Linked DNA regions of Mus musculus: region 1 is linked to region 2. A link is a contact called in public HiChIP or PLAC-seq data. All regions are on one chromosome and are shown on one strand. The core of a region is the stretch at or near the end of the contact, and the rest is flanking DNA. Distances in the headings are between cores, read along the strand shown.

Region 1 (4,192 bases), core at 1,462-3,961, 250 kb before region 2:
GTTTGTTGTTGTTAGGCTACAGTAGCCATTGGCTGGAGAGAGCTTGGTGAGGTAGACAATGTGCCTTCAGTAAGGGATTGTTTTTTCCCAAGTCTTAAAGAAACTGAATCTGAATTTGTTTGGATTTTCAGGCCTGTTACTTCCAGATTCAGCGGGAGAAGCTTAACTAGGGCGCCTGACAGCTTGAGGACCGGATTATCTGCTGCGGAGGCTACAGCTATGGCACAGGCACCGACTGGAGGCTGATGGGGCAAAGAACAGTGTTGAATACAGAATGGACTTTTGTGCTATTTTGGTTGTAATTTCTGAGCCTTACTAATAATTAGAGCCCAGCATGGAAAACATACTGTATCATTCAAATGGAGACTGGAAAAGGAGATAGGGATAGAGTAGAGTCTTTGGCCTGTGCTGAGATCCACACACCTACTTAGAAAAGGAAACTGGTTACCCTTTCCTGTAGTGAAAGCTCTCAGCTCCATGCAGTTCCAGGAAACCTTTCCAGGAAAGCTGCTTAGATGAAAAGAAGTTGATGACTGTGTTTAAGCTCCTGGTTTGTCTAATTCCATTTGCAGTTACCCAATACCCTTTGGCAAGGAGCAGGTTTTACTTGAACTGAAGCAGCCATCCCTTGCCTTCCTAGACCTCTCCCAGGCACAAGTGCAGCATGCTACTTTGCTAGGGGTGGGGGTGGGGGAGAAGAAGTTTTAAACTGTAGTTTTAACCTTTTGTAAGCCCCTTTACCAAGGCATTTGTGGTCAGAGAGCTCCCACGGGGTGACTATGACATCCTGGTCCCCTCGTGGAATGCATCCACATAGGATCTTCTGCCTGCTGACTGAAAAGAACATAGGAATACACTGGAGTGCAAACACTGCCGTGCCAAGCTGCTCCAAACCTCACTGATCCGAGGCCCACTGCCTACCCAGGAGGCCCGTAAGCTTCTTAGCACAAGCTTTGTGTGGAGACTGAAGATCTGCACATGTGAGGAAGCAGGGAGCTACAGTGGCCCTCAGCCCAGTCTGCGGGTCTTCCCTCTACCTCACACTGAACTCAGAAGGGAAGGAAGGAGAGACGCACATGGGATTCTCCCACCTCAGAAGTATTGTGACAGCACCGCATAACCACGGTTTGCTCTTTTACAAGCAGCCTCACAAGTGTGGGTTGTGGGTGTGCGCTGGAGCAGTGCCACTCGTAGCTGTTTGGATACCACAGGTGCTCTTCTGTCTCATCTGCTGTACTCGGAGGCGAGCGCAGTGGCCTGACTCATGGGAAATGACTCAGCAGGCGGCAACTACTTTTGAAAAGGATCATGATTTCCGAGCTACTTTATAATCAAGACAAGCATTTGTTAACATACTGTTTTGGAATGTTGGCTGTAATGTAACAGCAGTTTTCATAATAAATGACATTCATCTCTACGAAGCTGTTCTATGACTGTGGAAGAAATGACATGGGGCAGACTGTACTTTAAAGAGTGCTCAGTTTACAGTATTCTTTCTCCACATTGTAATCCATGCCTCAGACCTCAGGAACCCCTGGGGTTTTTAATTCACTTAACTACTAGCCAATTTCTGGCAAAGAGCAAGTTAATTCTGATCCCGATAACCCAGAGACAAAGGTCTCCAAGGAAAACTGCTGCTGTGAGTAAGACAGTTGTGGGCTTTGTTTTTGTTTAGGGAAGGGCTAGAGGAACAGGTTTAGGAGGATAGCACTGTCCGCATCTCTCCGCCTACCGTCTTCTGCCAGGCCGAGCTGCTCCCTGTGGAGAGGGACCAACTCTTTCTCATTTCGCATATTTTTAGTTTGTGAGCCAAGACACAAATGCCAGATTTGGCTAGTAAAGCCAAAGTAATTGAACACCTACCTCCTTCAGAGAAAGATCAGGAGGGGCTAATAGTGGGAATGGATGGAAACTTGGACAATAGGACCAGAGAAATTCTCAAATGGCAGCATGCCATCTCACATCTCTGAGAACCCGTTGCAATTCAATCTTCTAATTTCAGTTTTAAGAGAAGCTGCCTAACCACTGTATTTTCCTCATTCTACACAGTTCTTGAGTTGCAGCTTAAAACAATAAATTTTCATGTGTGTGTGGAAAACCCTAAATCTCCAGGCACTGTCTGTGACTAGAAATACCAGCACCTATGTAACTCACAGCAGCCCTCAGCAGTGCCAGTCTGGGGGCTCCCTTTCCCTATCGGTGAATAGCTATAGTTTGCTGTGTCTGCGCTGGGACTCCAACCCAGAGCTTCCCGACTTTCCTCTACTCTTTCCCACTGCCTATGCCCCGCAGATGTGTTCTGCATTAGGCCTTGAAAAGCTGAAGTTAAGAAAAGTAAAAGCCTCTGGTGGGTGTAGTGGCACACCTTTGTAGTCTGAGCCCTTGAGGGTGGAGGAAGTTCAGTTATCCTTGGTTATACACACAGTTTGAGGCTACCGGGGCTACATAAGACTCTGTCTCAAAAAAAAAAAACAAACTAAAAGTAGGAAAGATTTGAAGGGGGGCGATTGGTGTTTGTTATCTGGAAACAGTCAACAGAAATATTAAGGGCTTGTATGGGAGTGTAGTACTCATGTGAGAGAAAGCTCACTGTGGTGGAGGATAATGTAAATGAGATGTTCCCTTGCAGGGACAGCTAGGGCTGCTGCGGAGGCTTAGAAGAGGTCCAGGGTTAGCCTGCAAGGGCAGGATTATGCCAAAGAGGATGCACAGAGCTTTTCTCTAGAGCATCAGGTGACTGGCAGCTAGCAGCCTCCTGGTGCTTCCTGCTTGCTTCTCTCTTGCCAGGAGCAACACTGTGTTTTCATCCTTGCAGGTAAGAGTCTGCTCGCAATGCCGCATTTCCAGAAGGCACCAGCAGCAGCTACAGATAATCGTGGGTAGTCTGTGTTAAAGTGGTTGACTGTCCTACAGTACCATCTCTTAAGCGTGGCACAGTGCGTTGTCAAAGAGTTCAAGTGAAACTGTCCCATCTTCTGTGAGGGCCTTGGATGCAGAGGAAGCCAGCAGGCCATTTCTCAGGGAGGGTTGCATATGGGCTTTTTCAAGATTTCCATATTGAAAAATACTTTAGAAAACAAGCCTAGTGGGTAAGAGGTCAGGACTTTGAATAGCAATTGTTTTAAAGCAGAAGGAAATGCTTTAAATGTTTTAATTATAATGTTTAATTACAATTTAATTGTGTGTGTGTGTACGCTTGTGTGCAAGTGTGCGCGCATGCGTTTGTGGAAGCCCTGGTGCTTGTGGAGGTCAGAGAACAACTGAAAACAGCTCCCTCCTACCATGTGGGTTCAAAGTCATCAGACTTGGCAGCGAATGCATTTCCTGCTGAGCTACCCCAGAGACCCAAAGCTGAATTTTAAGGTAATGCTGCGTACATTCCAGGTATTCATGGTGACCACTTGCTTTATAACACAGTTTTTAATTGCCTTTTCTTATTCCCTACCTCTTTACCCTATAAATCACCTGTCTAGAATCCTTCATTCTGGCGCAATTCAAACCAAGGCACTTAAACACATAAGGTTATTATTTAAATCCACATAGTGCCCCACCAGTAATAAAAAGGATAAGGTAAAGAAAGATATAGCTTAGCTGGTAGAATGCTTGTGTGGCATATGTGAAGTCCAGGGTTCAGTTCCCAGCACCACATAAACCATTTGTGGTCACACATGCCTGTCACACAACCCCAGCCCTTGGGAGGTGGAGACCGGAGGATGAGAGCATCTGGTGATCCTTGACTAGAGAGAAAGTCTGAGGCCAGCATGGACTACATGGGACTCTGTCACCAAACAAACAGGAAACCAACCAAAAGCAAGATAGCTGAAAACAGCTCCCTCCTACCATGTGGATACTGTGTATTTAAGCGTGTGAGTGTGGATAGATAGCACAGAAGCACACATGTGAGCCTACACAAAACCCTGAAAGGATGTAGCAACTTTGAATGCAGGAGTAAATAGACTCCAGGAGTGCTGTGCTGTAGTGGTTTCCTGAGTCACAAGCAGGATTAGCGCTGATAGAATGATTTTCTGATTTGGTAGACTACTTGGTAAGGTTTAATGTGCAATGTGTTAATTCTTCAATTATGATGGTAGCGTTTCTTCAAATTTATTGGTTTCTTGCAAACTATTTTGTGTTTGTAAGAAGAAACTTTGTTTGTTTGTTTGTTTTTGTGTTTTTTAAGACAGGGTTTCTC
Region 2 (4,080 bases), core at 1,264-3,763:
GTAATCACATTACTAATCTTGAACTCCTTTTCTTAGGAATCGTTGGCAGCTGAGATTGAAGGGACCATGCGTAAAAAGCTGAGTTTGGATGAGGAATCTGTGTCTAAACAAAAGTAAGTACAGGTCACAGGGCTGTTGCTGCACCTCAGAGCAGACATATAAAAGAAGCGTCAAGCCAGGCCCATGTGGTGGAGGCTTGCGTAGCAGCGTGCAGTCCTGGGTGAGATCCCTCGGCATGGAAGGAAGGAGCCACAGGACAGAGCAATGACTGCCAGTCAGGAGTGAATCTGCTGCTGTGCAGATTGTCTTCCTGCAAGGGAGCTCTCCTGTATCACTTTTCTCAATTTCCCCAAACGAGAGTCCTCGGGGCAGACTTGTGCCTGGCTCTGTCTGTGAACAGCTCTCAGGAAGCGCTCCCCTGGCTGAGACTAACAGGAGTGCATGCTTCTTCCTTTCTGACAGGGCCCAGCAGAAACGGGTGTTTGATACTGTCAAGGTTGCCAATGACACTCGGGGCCGCTCTGTCACCTTCCCAGTCCTGCTACCCATCCCAGGCTCCAACCGTTCAAGTGTCATCATGACAGCAAAGCCCTTTGAGTCTGGTGTCCAGCCAGCAGAGGACAAAACACTCCTGAGCCCAGGGGGCAGCACAGAGGTTCCAGGGTAAGGCGGGGAAGAGGAGGGGGGCTGGGGTCTACATTCCTTATCGTGTTGGTATGCCAGATTCGAGAACTCAGACCTGGCCAACATCCCTCCACACTGTCCAGAAGGTGCTGCAGCCGGCAGTTCGCAGTGCATTCTGATGCCTACATCGTGCCACAGTGGTCTTAAGAGGCTGTGTGCATTCACTTGCCGTGTTCCTTCTACATCAGTTCTAAAATGCCTCCCAGTTTCAATGCTGCATCGTAGGTGGAAGTGCTTCAAAGACCTACGAGAAGCAGTCTTTTATAACTTAGAATCCTTGCTTTCTTTCAGATACACTGCATATTCAGAGACGTTTGTGGCTTTCACACCTTTCTCAGCTTTCTCAGCCTTGGTTGTCTGTCTTCCCCTCTTTCTCTCTCTCTCTCTCTTTCTCTCTCTCTTTCTGTCTTTTTTATTTTATTGTTATTTGTTGTTTGAGGTAGGGTATTTTCTTGTACAACCTAGGCTGCCATCAAAATCATGATTCTCCTGCCTCAGTCTTCTGAGTGCTGCAATTAGTGGCATGAATGTGCCACCATGCCCTACTCATCCTTTCTGTGATTAAAAGCATGTAGTAGTGTATAGCTAGCATTCACAGTTATATAAAGCAATGGTACCTCTTGCTCTCAGTAATAGAGTCTGTGAACTATGCTAATAGTAACTTTGGGAGTACCTGACCTGAACATAAAAGTAGACCACACCTGCAGTTTCATAATGAAATGAGATGGAGAAGTTAGCAAGAATAACATATTTTACTTTCTTAAGGTAATTGGAAATGATGTGTGTCTTAGTCAGGGTTTCTATTCCTGCACAAAGCACCATGACCAAGAAGCAAGCTGGGGAGGAAAGGGTTTATTCCACTTACGCTTCCCACATTGCTGTTCATCACAAAAGGAAGTCAGGACTGGAACTCAAGCAGGTCAGGAACCTGGAGGCTGGAGCTGATACAGAGGTCATGGAGGGATGCTGCGTACTGGATTGCTTGCTCAGCTTGCTTCCTTATTGAACCCAGGACTATCAGCCCAGGGATGGCACCACCCACAATGAGCTGGGCCCTCCCTGCTGGAACACTAATTGAGAAAATGCCTTACAGCTGGATCTCATGGAGGCATTTCCTTAAGGGAGGCTCCTTTCTCTGATAACTCCAGCTTGTGTCAAAAAGCCAGCCAGTACAATATGTTACAGTGATTGTTGTGATAACAGTATTGTTGATGATTTTGTTTGTTGTTATTTCTGTATTTTAAATAGCTAAGAAAACACCTCATTTTCAAGGTAAGTCTTTTTTAATGTCCAGCACTATAGAAAGGAGTGGTCTAGATTATTCTCACAATCTACAGTCTCATCATCAAATATGATTTTCCCACAGAAACTCGCAGCCCACAAACCCCCCAGGATCCCCTGAAGATAGTGATCTGGCTACTGCATTGCATCGCCTCAGCCTGAGAAGACAGAACTACCTAAGTGAGAAGCAGTTCTTTGCTGAGGAATGGGAACGGAAGATCCAGATCTTGGCTGAGCAGGAGGAAGAAGTCAGCAGCTGTGACGCCCCCACGGAGAACCTTGCCTCAGTCTGCACTGACCAGTCGGAGACCACGGACCTCGGCAGTGCCAGCTGCCTTCGAGGCTTCATGCCAGAGAAGTTACAGATTGTCAAGCCCCTAGAAGGTAATAAGCCAGGAACAGCTTTTAGAAGCCGTGTCTATGTTAGACGTCTCTCCTAGAATTGAGACCTGTGTTATGTTGGCACCCTGTGCACAGGCAGGCTGTGCTGTGCTGTGCTGTGCTGTGCTGTGCTGTGCTGTGCTGTGGTGCCTGCCACATAGCAGACAGTGAGTAAGACCTGAGTCACCAAGTCTTCAGCTATTTGTTCTTTTCTGACATTTTAATATCAGCGCAGCAGGGAAGTGGGAAGACTCTTACCTGACTTTTGCTACAGAATCCTGTAATAGCAGTTGCATGGTAGGACCAACAGGCTGAGATGAATGAAGAGGAGCAATTAGAGTGTCCCTGCCATAGAGGCACACAGTTACATCTGTACTCTTCTCCTTCCGTTCAGCTTTACCTAAAGCACAGCTTAAATTCAAAATAAATACCTGACTTATCAGATAGTAATGGTCCACAAATGATTCTCTAATTCTTGGCTTAAAAGTTCCTTTTAAAACAAAGGTTTAAAAAGGTATCCTGTAGACTCCTGCTTTGGTCCAAGTGTTGGTTAGCGTTGCTGATTTCAGGATGAAATTACCACAGTGACACAATTAGATGTGACATCCTGTACAAGGGCATGGGTTGCTCTTTCATCAGAGTCACATGGGCTGGAACCAAAGGGAAATGTTCTCCACTTTATCACCTGCGTCTCCCTTTCTTCCTGGCAGACCAAGGAAAGTAGGGTCATGAGCAAGCAGAGAAGTGCACAGGAAATTCAAGTTATTTCCCAACCTAAGCACCCAAGTTTTGCTTCCAAGATCATCAACTGTGCTGGGTGAATATTGTTTTTGCCACCTGGGAAGGAGCAGCCTGTCCCTGAAGTGGGTGGCCTCCTTCCTGCCTGAGCAGCCTGGGTCCTGTTTAAAACCCTTACTGGGTTTTTTTCTCCTCTTCTTTAGATGTCCCTTTGAAGACTGTCTTTTGAAATAGAAAACTTATTGCTCAGCCATTCCATGTCATGTTAATTTTTGACAGAGAGCTTAAATTTACAAATTTGAACAAAATGTCAAAACCAAATAAGTATCTGTATTGTTACTGTTGTTGCTCACACAATTCTAGCTTCTTCAAGATTGGGGATCTGTGGGAATGTAAAGCATGCCTGTCCTGCTTTGCTTGTTCAGGATCACAGACTCTGCATCACTGGCAGCAGCTTGCTCAGCCGAACTTGGGAACCATTCTTGATCCACGCCCAGGCGTCATCACTAAAGGCTTCACACAGGTGCCCAAGGATGTTGTCTACCACATCTCGGACTTAGAGGAGGATGAAGAAGAGGGCATCACTTTTCAGGTTCAGCAGCCTCTTCAACTGGAGCAGAAACCTGCACTGCCCACGCCAGTAACGGGAATCTTTCTGCCGCCCATGACCTCAGCGGGTGGACCAGGTACAGGTGAGAGGAGGTGCAGCTGAACATGGCCTCGTCGTAACCAGGACACTACATTGTCTGGCTGGGGTTTTCTGGCTACTGCTGCACAGTCTCAGTGGCGTTTATTCGTTAGTGGAGATAAAAGAATACAAACCCACAGCCCTGCTGACATTTCTGATTCCTCCCTCTCTCCTACCAGCCTGCAGAAGTGAGTTAGGCAGAGTCAGAGGTCAGGCGAGTCCGTGGTTTGCAAGCCTTTTGGTCTCAGGGTCCTTGATGCTATTGAAAAGTCCCTGAGAATCTCAGGTTTGTCTATATAGGTTATGTC

The links. HiChIP or PLAC-seq counts read pairs in DNA pulled down with a chosen protein or histone mark.
Region 1: an HNF4G HiChIP or PLAC-seq map of pancreatic cancer cells shows a contact between it and region 2. The contact joins the promoter of Mpp4 here to the enhancer-like site in region 2. A contact is called at or near these places in 12 of 39 promoter capture datasets (the 3T3-L1 cell line, the C10 cell line, cranial neural crest and 8 more), 1 of 484 Hi-C or Micro-C datasets (cortical neurons), 3 of 115 datasets of contacts at active chromatin or transcription factors (acute myeloid leukemia, embryonic stem cells and pancreatic cancer cells) and 3 of 9 other capture datasets (embryonic stem cells, liver and macrophages).

What each region holds. Positions count from the first base shown.
Region 1 is chr1:59,160,155-59,164,346 of GRCm38.p6, reverse strand. It overlaps Mpp4 (membrane protein, palmitoylated 4 (MAGUK p55 subfamily member 4)), which reads left to right and starts at 2,711. Exons shown (of 22, transcript NM_145143.3): 1 at 2,711-2,815. It overlaps Als2 (alsin Rho guanine nucleotide exchange factor), which reads left to right. Exons shown (of 34, transcript NM_028717.6): 34 at 132-1,591. The coding sequence ends at 170.
Region 2 is chr1:58,908,219-58,912,298 of GRCm38.p6, reverse strand. It overlaps Trak2 (trafficking protein, kinesin binding 2), which reads left to right. Exons shown (of 16, transcript NM_172406.3): 11 at 37-113; 12 at 463-663; 13 at 2,051-2,349; 14 at 3,510-3,776. Among named protein-coding and RNA genes, the nearest start is that of Gm28802, 14 kb to the right of the region's middle. Within about 2 kb of position 2,513, at least 46 of the 459 cell types and tissues checked have an H3K27ac peak or open chromatin away from gene starts, as enhancers often do. A contact at or near this core is called in cortical neurons and pancreatic cancer cells, where this site is marked.